3 separate regions of the Mus musculus genome follow, and all the other regions are linked to region 3. Evidence: chromatin contacts called from public promoter capture Hi-C data. All regions are on one chromosome and are shown on one strand. The core of a region is the stretch at or near the end of the contact, and the rest is flanking DNA. Distances in the headings are between cores, read along the strand shown.

Evidence for each region. Promoter capture Hi-C pulls out the DNA fragments that hold promoters and counts their contacts.
Region 1: a promoter capture Hi-C map of embryonic stem cells shows a contact between it and region 3, with 3 times the contacts expected there. The contact joins the enhancer-like site here to the promoter of Smox in region 3. A contact is called at or near these places in 13 of 39 promoter capture datasets (the 3T3-L1 cell line, 3T3-L1-derived adipocytes, the HPC-7 cell line and 8 more), 4 of 484 Hi-C or Micro-C datasets (the G1E-ER4 cell line, the HPC-7 cell line and embryonic stem cells), 5 of 115 datasets of contacts at active chromatin or transcription factors (astrocytes, embryonic forebrain, embryonic stem cells and 1 more) and 1 of 9 other capture datasets (embryonic stem cells).
Region 2: a promoter capture Hi-C map of embryonic stem cells shows a contact between it and region 3, with 14 read pairs. The contact joins the promoter of Rassf2 here to the promoter of Smox in region 3. A contact is called at or near these places in 2 of 39 promoter capture datasets (cranial neural crest and embryonic stem cells), 1 of 484 Hi-C or Micro-C datasets (CD4 T cells) and 1 of 115 datasets of contacts at active chromatin or transcription factors (astrocytes).

The regions. Positions count from the first base shown.
Region 1 is chr2:130,957,692-130,960,391 of GRCm38.p6, forward strand. Atrn (attractin) reads left to right here. Exons shown (of 29, transcript NM_009730.3): 8 at 214-457; 9 at 2,694-2,700. Among named protein-coding and RNA genes, the nearest start is that of Atrn, 53 kb to the left of the region's middle. Within about 2 kb of position 1,375, at least 4 of the 459 cell types and tissues checked have an H3K27ac peak or open chromatin away from gene starts, as enhancers often do. A contact at or near this core is called in embryonic stem cells, where this site is marked.
Region 2 is chr2:132,028,516-132,031,454 of GRCm38.p6, forward strand. It overlaps Rassf2 (Ras association (RalGDS/AF-6) domain family member 2), which reads right to left and starts at 1,473. Exons shown (of 11, transcript NM_175445.4): 1 at 1,236-1,473. It overlaps Gm31179 (a long non-coding RNA gene), which reads left to right and starts at 1,936. Exons shown (of 3, transcript XR_374996.3): 1 at 1,936-2,536.
Region 3 is chr2:131,490,218-131,493,254 of GRCm38.p6, forward strand. Smox (spermine oxidase) reads left to right here and starts at 1,645. Exons shown (of 7, transcript NM_145533.2): 1 at 1,645-1,819. It overlaps Gm30679, which reads right to left and starts at 2,059. Exons shown (of 2, transcript XM_030252306.1): 1 at 1,351-2,059. The coding sequence starts at 1,957.

The DNA.
Region 1 (2,700 bases), core at 125-2,624, 530 kb before region 3:
TGGGTGTTTTGCCTGCATGTATGCCTGTGTATACTGTTCCTCCAGAGGTCAGAAGAGGATGGCATCAGAACTGGTGGCTGTTAGCTGCCATGTGGGTACTAGGAACTAAACCCGGGTCCTCTGCAAGAGCAGCAAGTGTTCATAAACTCTCTCTCCAGCCCTAGAGTTGATTTCTTAATGGTTTTAAAAATCCTGTTTACATCTTTCTTATAGGATAAAATCTACATGTATGGAGGAAAAATTGATTCAACAGGGAACGTGACCAATGAGCTGAGAGTATTTCATATTCATAATGAATCATGGGTATTGTTAACTCCGAAAGCTAAGGATCAGTATGCAGTGGTTGGACACTCAGCACACATTGTTACACTGGCATCTGGCCGTGTGGTCATGTTGGTCATCTTCGGTCATTGCCCACTCTATGGATATATAAGCGTTGTGCAGGAATATGACTTGGGTATGTATTTTTTCCAGTGGAGGCATCTTGAATATCATACTGAGAACCCCTGCCCTTATTATTAGGACACCGTAACAAAATTCAGCATGATCTTGATCCAGTACCTTGTCTTGAAATAGTATCAGTAGATAACTGGTGAGATTGAGGTTGTTGAAGTCCCTGTGCAACAGCTGTTTCTTACTTGTCAAGGTCTAGTCTTGGCTTGGGAGGGGTTCTGAGGAAAGGGGTGTCAAAAAACCCAAAAAGTCCAATTGTAGGTCCAAGCTGGCAGCTGTATATTGCATTAAGGAAAGCTGAGGGAAATTTGGGATATTTATTTCATCTATTAGTCTACATCAAGCAAGTCAAGCGCTCACAGTCAACGTTTGCACCCTCAAATTAGTAACAAAAGAGGGGGAACTGAGGAGTCCAGCATGGTCCTGGTTGGGACAGAATGACATGGTTCCAGCCCTGAGACAGGGGCAGCAGGTCCGGGCCTCCATGGATGTCACACTATGGACATAAACCTGTTTGTATAATAATGTACATATTTCATGCTCCTCTTCTGAGTAATGTCCTTCTGTTAATGTGAATGACTTCATGATAATCAGAGCCAGTGTGAGTCTGGGAAGTAAATGGTGGGACCTTCAGGACAGCTCTTAAGGCTGTGGAAAAGAACATGAGTTCAAAACCATATACTTCCTCAACTATACAAAAATAGAAGGATGCAATATGAATTGTATGAGGGGCTTCACAGATCTAAAGGAACAAAAGCAGCTTCGCTGTGAGCCAACTTGTCAGAAAGATATTGAGTAAGCAGTTAAAGAGATTTAGGGAGTGCTGATTGCTAGAGGAGGCCACCCAGCTAAGTTTGTGCTTACAAAGGCAGACAAAGTCCTGAGTTCAGGGTGGGCCTGGAACAGAGCAAGGTTAGTTAGACCTTGGTGTGGTAGAAATGGTAATTTCCAGACAGGATACCCAACTAGTTTTTGTGCTTAACAGAGGCAGGTAGATCTCTGAATTCTTTTGTAATGTTAAAAGGAAATGTGTGCTTGTTGTCTCCCAAGGGGCCTGAGTCCCAGGATGCTGATTTATAGGAAACCTGGAGTAACTGGGTTTATGACCTGCAGGAGACGAGCTATCCAGAATGTTTTTTGCAATAGCAAGAGAGAACTGCCTGGAGAACTGCCTTCAGCAAAGAATAGCAAGAGAAAGCTGTCTAGAGAGAGAGCTGTCTGTAGAGAAAGCCGGTCAGAGAGAAAGTAGACTGGAAAACTGTCTCCAGCTTGGACCCACAATTTGACTTTTTGTTTTTGTTGACAAGTTGCCCTCCCCCAGAAACACCTTCCTCAGGACCCCTCCCAAGCCAAGGCAGGGCCTTGGCCCTTCTTGTCAGCTTGCAAGGAGCCAAAGATAGCATTAAATGCTTTGGATATCAAAATAAGCAAAATGCAAAACAGTAAACACTCTAAAATAATTCTGGCTAGTCCTTTAAATATTAGGCCAGTGCACTGTTATTTTACCTTAATGTATAATCTTGTGTTACATTTTATTGTTTTTATTGTATAATAGGAATGTCAGAATTATAATTTTGTAACATTTGTTTGACATTCCTGTGAAAATGCATCTAAAGATCATTAAAGTGCATCTGAAGATCATAAGGACTCACTGAGGAGCACAGGGAATTAAGTGTCTGCTTAAGAGAACTTTGAATCTTTAATCTTTAGAATTTGTTTTAAAAATTTGAATCTTGCCAGTGTGGTGGCGCATCCCTTTGGTCCCAGCACTCAAGGGGCAGAGGCAGGTGTATCTCCATTAGTGTGAGGCCAGCCTGGTCTACAGAGCAAGTTCCAGGCCAGGCAGGGTACACAGAGAAACCCTAGCTTAACAAAACAAAACAAAATATGAATCTTTAAAAACTTGTTCTGTGAAAATTTCATACATGTATACAATATAGCTTGTTCATATCCACCGCCATTCCTTCCAGCTCCTCTAGGCTTTCCCAGTGCATCTCCTTCCTAGCCTTATGGCCTCCCTTTCAGGGTGAAGGTTAGCACACTGAGTCCAGTTAGTGCTGATCCGATGCAGTCTTGTCTAGATGGTCTTCTTTATAATAAGGTGAAAGTATATCCTAAACTTCCGTCTTTTGCTCTAAGGTGTTTAGACTTTAAACTAATGTTTAAATCGTTTAAATAATTTATTATTTCATAAGAAGAGGAGCCTGCAACATTGACTTTAACTATTGTCTCTTATCCAGAAAAGAA
Region 2 (2,939 bases), core at 223-2,722, 540 kb after region 3:
GGAAAATACCACAGTTAGTCCCCTAGGACAGAAAGGGAGAATGAGAACAAGGGGAGGAAGGGGGGCACTCTTCTCAAATCCAGTATAGCTTAGCCACAGAGGTTTCTTTAACCCCCAGACCACCTGTAGGAAAAGCTTCCACTTAATAAACGTGGATTGAAAGTATGGCAAATCAACCTCAGGTTCCTCATTTACGTGCTCTTCAAAGATATCCCCTGGCTGAATCTGCCGGCTATCTTTTGAGAACCGTGACCCTAATTTTTTTCTTCCCACTGTCCCAGGGCCATTTACCGCAGGGACAGAGCCGGCTCTGACAAATTGTCATTTGTCCACCGCTTCCTCTTACAGGAATCCTCCACTTGCTTACCGTAACCCCTGGCCTCTGCTCTCAGGAAGAATCGTTTCTAATGCCCTGGTTTTCCAGACTCTTGGGACTAAAGCGCGCGCAGCATTGAGAAGCCTCGTGCTGAGCTTGCCACTGAAGCACAGTGGCTATCTGTCCAGTGGCTGTTCCAAATCTGCCCCTGTCGGGACTCCACCATTCTGCTGCCTCCCAGGGCGCACTCGGAGATAAAGCTGGGTGCAGAGTAAGCGCTCTAATACACGAGTGGCCAGGCCGTCTTTTGAAAGCACCTGCCTAGCTCGGTCTCCAGCGACCTCAGGCACAAGCTCCGGAAGGGACAAGAAACCCGGGAGGGGGAAGTGCGCCGAGCACCGCGCGCTCTTAAACTCTGAAACCCAAAGGGAACTGGGTTCGCCGCGGGTTGGAGATGTGGTCCCCGCCCGGGGAGCCAGAGTGCGCACAACAGTCCGACCCTCCCCTAAGCTCTACAGGCCTGCACCTGCTATCTCGCTTCACCTCTCCAGGGAGTTCGGGGACACCCTGCTCTGGGGATGGGGGCAATTTCCTGCCACTGCACTTAGTGTCGACCTCAGAAAAGATCTTAAGGGGTCAGAGCCGCAGCATGAGCTCCAGGCCACAACTTTCTACCCGGGGAAAAGGAGTGGGCTGGGGCGCCCGCCTGCGCTGCTTCTGGGGCAGCCCGCATATCTAAGCCCACCTTGTGGCTTGGGTGGCAAAAGGGGACAGGGAAGAGTCAGGGACCGGACCAGGCTGGCCACGGGCCACTGAGGGAAAACTTTGAGCTGGGTAGAGGGAAAGAGGACCACCAGCACCTTGCGCCCGCATCCTGTGCCAGTACCCGGCTCTTCGAGCCCCGCGCCCTGTGTCTTGCCTGTCTCCCGGACCATCTGCATCCGCTCTCGCCGCAGGGGTTGGAAAGTGGGGGCGCCGCTGCGGGGGTGGGGGTGCTCCAGCGTGCTTGGCCAGTGATCCGCGGGACCCGCTCGCTTGGGCCGGCCTGGGCGGCGACAGTGCGGTTGAGGGCGGGCGCCCCGCCCACCTGGCCCCTCCGCCCCGCCTCCCCGAGCTCTGCCTTTATCTGCCGATCCTTGACCAACCCACCCGCCACCCTGCAGTTCTCTCCCCACCCCTCTTCTCTTGCCTTTCTTTCCCTTCTCCCCCTCCCTCCCCTCTAGGGGGCGGAGCTTCTCCCCTCCCTTCAAGACAGACAATGCTGTGGCTTCGCGTCGCCTCCTCCCTTCATCTCTACCCCCCCCCTCCCCGCGTACCCCCACCCCACCTCGCGCGGGCTGCCAGCGTTTCTTCTCAGCAGGCCAGAGTGCATGAGGAGGAGGAGGCGGAGAGCGTGGGTGGAGGGAATAAGGTGCTGCCTCTCACCCCATCGCGCCTGCCCTCTCCAAGCCACGCCGAGATTTAGCCCAAGCTCTTCAGTTCGCCTGGCTCTGTGACAGTCACTCCCAGGGAGCAGCCCGCCTAGAGAATGCAGATTTCCTAGCAGAGGATGTGCAGTTGGTGGAGTTGGGTGGTGGTTCTTTCTAACACCCGGGTTTGTTCCCAAAAGGGTTTGAGTTGCCAAAGGGCTAAGTGGGCCCCTTCGACTCGGCAGGCCGGCAGACGTGACGGCAATGTGAAGGAAGTCAAGTTTCTTTGTCCATTCCTCACCTCCTCCTCCTCTCCATCCTTAGACCTCCGAGGAACTCTAGTGTATAGGAGGGAGCACCCAGCTACGGATTCTATACCCTCTAACCATAATTCTTCGTTTACATATGCCCGACCTTGCAGTTGGTCCCCAAACCAAAGGGGAAGGGAATCTAACGGTTAAAGAAAGGGCAGCCAAGCCTCCAAAGTGCATCCCATCTGCCTGGAAGCCAGATATTCTCTTTTAAACTCATTGTTTGGATCTTGGAATGTGTCTCCCATAGAAACAATGTTATAAACGGCTATCCGTTCCCAGACCAGCCAGCCTCAAATGTGCGGAGGCCAAAGCGCAGCTGCGGGGTGGTGCTGGAAATGTCCCACAACACTGAACAAGAAGGCTACTGATCGGCTTTTTCTACTGTGAAAGGGGAGGGGGGTGTTAGGGAGATAAATGCATCTAGTTCTTTCCCCTTGAGCTATAAACACAAACCGGGTCCATTAATTTCTTTCACTGGAGCCATTACTGTGTTTCAGGTAAGCTGCTTTCCTTCGCAGCCTTTCTCAAGCTAGATTTGCAGGGTGAGCTGAGGAACTCTCCAGGAAACCTTCTCCAAGGGAATCTTTCTTCTCTTCTAACCTGGCCTTCCGTGACCTCAGAAACAGGACAAAGGGCAGCCATGACTCCTAACAGCAGGGCTCTGGTTTTGCTATTGAAGAAGTCTGTGAGATGCTGCTAGAATTCTTCAGTTCTAGCCCAGCCTCTCAGGAGAGCCGCTCCCTGGCTCCCCTGGCTCGCGTTGAGTCAAATGGTCATCTTATAACCAATCATCTGGCTTCCTGCCAATGAGGGTACACTCCTAATGCCCGAAATACTGGTCCTTGACCCTGTTAAATCCAAACCGGGCAAGGCCTGATGACGTGCACACATAATTGCTCA
Region 3 (3,037 bases), core at 395-2,894:
TCACCCATAGCCATTCCACTCTTTGGTGGAGGGTGACAGAGCCACAGAGGAGAGTATGGTGTGTACCTGAGTTTAACCCCAGGAGTGCGTGGTGTTTTAAAGAGGGGTGGGAAGAGGGACTTCGAGTTTGGTGAAGGACTAGAGCCTTTCTGACAAGAAGAAACTTCACCAGAAATTCATTTGTCCCCTACCCAAATTGGCTCCTAGGTGGTTGGTTCCCTTTGGCTGGGACCATCAGAGCCACTTTTGCAGGGCTACCTCTTTCCAGGCCATATATATATATATATATATATATATATATATATGAATTATATATATAATTCAGTTTTGGGGATTGGCCCCAGAGCCTTGTCTATGTTGAGAAGTGTGTTCTGCTGTTGAGCCACATCTCTACTTCTTGCTTCTTTGAGGCAGGCTTTCACTGTGTGGCTCAGCCTGGCCTTGAAGTTGGTATGTAGCCAAGGCTAGCCTTGAACTCTGTACCCCCCCCCCCCCCACATGGCCTTCTGAGGCTGGGATCACGAGCATGTGATCCACATCCAGGATCTCTCCGGGCTGAACCTACAGCGACCTGTGCTCAGCATTGCCTGGTTCCAGGTTGAAATCAGGGGAGGGCCCCCTCCAGAGACACAGTTCGGAGTAGAGGCTCTGCGGCCACCAGGGGCTTGTATTCCCTCGGACCAAGTGTTGACCTGGTGTAGTACCAGCAAAACATACGAAAAAACAGATTAGGAGGTGCAGAGATGAATAAAAAATAATTTTCTTACTTTTGTGTGTGTGTGTGGAGGGGGAGAGTTGGGGGTGGTTCAAGACAGGATTTCTCTGTTTGACTCTGGCTGTCCTACACTTACTCTGTGGTTCAGACTGGCTTTGAACTCAGAGATCCACCTGCTTCTAGAGGGATTCCGCAGTGGTCCTAAACCTGTGGGTTACTATCCCTTAGGGTTCCAACGACCTTTCATAGGGGTCGCATGTCAGATATTTATTTATGTTTCAATTCATAACAGTAGCAACATTACAGTTACGAAGTAGCAATGAAATAATTTTATGGTTGGGGGGTCACTACAACACGAGGAACTGTGTGTCAGCATTAGGAAGCTGGAGAACCACCAGATTAAAGGCATGTGCCACTATTGCCCGCTAAAAAATAATTGATACCAATTAATTTTTTTTTGAAAAAAGGAAAAAGTGCCACCTAGTATTAACGTTGGCTTTTATTAAAAGTTTGAGGGTTTTACTAGGGAAATACACTTTTTAAAAAGGGCCACTTCAGGACATGGGCTGGGTACTGAGAGGATGTGAGCATTCTTTTCCTTTCACCTGAGGTTCCTGGTTCCCGCCGGCACCCACCTGAGACCTGCAGGACGAGAGACAGTCCAGGACAAGAGGGGCCCTTTCTTCTTTTCAAAAGGGCGGCAGAGTCTGGGTAAACTGAGGTGGGCGCAGCGCTCTGACAGTGCCGGAAGACCTCGTCTGCTTTGCAGGGCGGGGCGTCGCGGGGCTGGCTCTGTTTCTGGGCGGATAGGTGGGTGAGGCGTCCCTTTTGCGAGATAGGGGAGTGCAGGTGGCTGTGCCGCGGGCAACTCCAGGCTGGGTGGCCTCGGGCTCCCCGCCCCCGGTGGGCGGGCCCGGGGCGGAGCACCCAGGCGGGGTGGGCCGGGGACGCGAGGCGGAGCGGGGCCCCCGCACAGGCCCCGGCGGCTGGCTCGGCCCTACGGTCCCGGCGGCGGCTGCAGGAGGAAGCCCAGTGGCTGCGGAGGAGGGGAGGCGGAGAGGCCGAGGCCGCTCGCGAAGACGCTCCCGGGCTCCGCAAGGAAAGGTACCGTGCGGCCTCCCCGACCCGGGCTCGGACAGCCACCGAGCCTCGTAGGCAAGGGGCTCCCGATGGAGGCCGGCGGCGGGCGGTGGGCAGAAGAGGCTGCCCGGGCTGGCCGCGACCCCGGGGTCCGGGCCGCATCCTCCGGACGCCCAGCGCGGCGGCGCAGACAAAGCCGGCGAGGCACTCGGTCGGCCCGGAGGGTGTGCGCTGTGGAGGGGAGGGAACACAGCTTGCGGCGGCGGCGGCGGCGGCGGCGGCCCGGCGTCTGCCGGTCTCCTTGGGACAGCTGGAGGAGTGGGGAGCCGCTCTCCCGCGGGTTGCCCCGGGGCTCACAGGCTGCCCGGCTTGGCCGGAGCCAGGCTGACGAAGGGAAGGGAGCAAGTCGCTTCGCCGGGAAGGGGTGCCGAGGCCGGCCGCCGGCTTGGAGGTGGCGCGGCTGTGGAGCAGGTGAGCGGTGCGCGGACCTTTTGGGTCTTGCACCTGAGCAAACCGCGCCGTGGCTGGCCCTTTCGTGAGCCGTGCCCACAGGTTGTTGGAGGAGCCAACTGATAGTGGCACAGCACCGTCCCGCCTGGGGTCCACTTGGCCGAGCTTGTGGGGGAAACAGCAGGTGCTGAGTGGAGGTCACCCAGGCTGGGGGTAAAGAGAAGGTCAAGAAAGTGTTTGAATGGCCCTCATTTATTTGTGTTCTGCTACCTCTGTCCCTTTCCTCTTACAGAGGAAGGAGCATTACAGGGCTTGAAGGGCCGCGCTTCCTCCTGGGCCCTGTGACCATCCCTTTAGATGTCCCTGGCATTTCTTACCCAGCAGGTTTTGAGAACAGTCTTTGTCCGCCCTCGTCATTTCACAGTCTCCCTGTTTGGCTTTGAACCTCATCCCCCGTCAGCCAGGCACCCAATTCCCATCACAAGGATCTCCTCGGAAGTTCTGACTTTAAGCAGTGCCCCTAAGAAGCAGGCACCCTTTCCTTCTGCAGTCCATCCAGGGCCGCTCTAGCAGGTTTTGCTTGCCTTGCAGTGTCTTTAGAAAGCTCTGTCCTAGAGTTGTATCTTTCCCTGGGTGCCCCAGTTCCTCCCTTCTACCAGCCTGCCCTAGCCTGTCCCCTTCCCCTTAGTTTTGCTGTTAAATGCTTGAGGGCCCCAGGGCTCTGTTCTCAGCATTTCCTCTCCTGACTGCCCTTCTTGCCATCCTCTGTTCACTTTCTACCCCTGTTTTTAT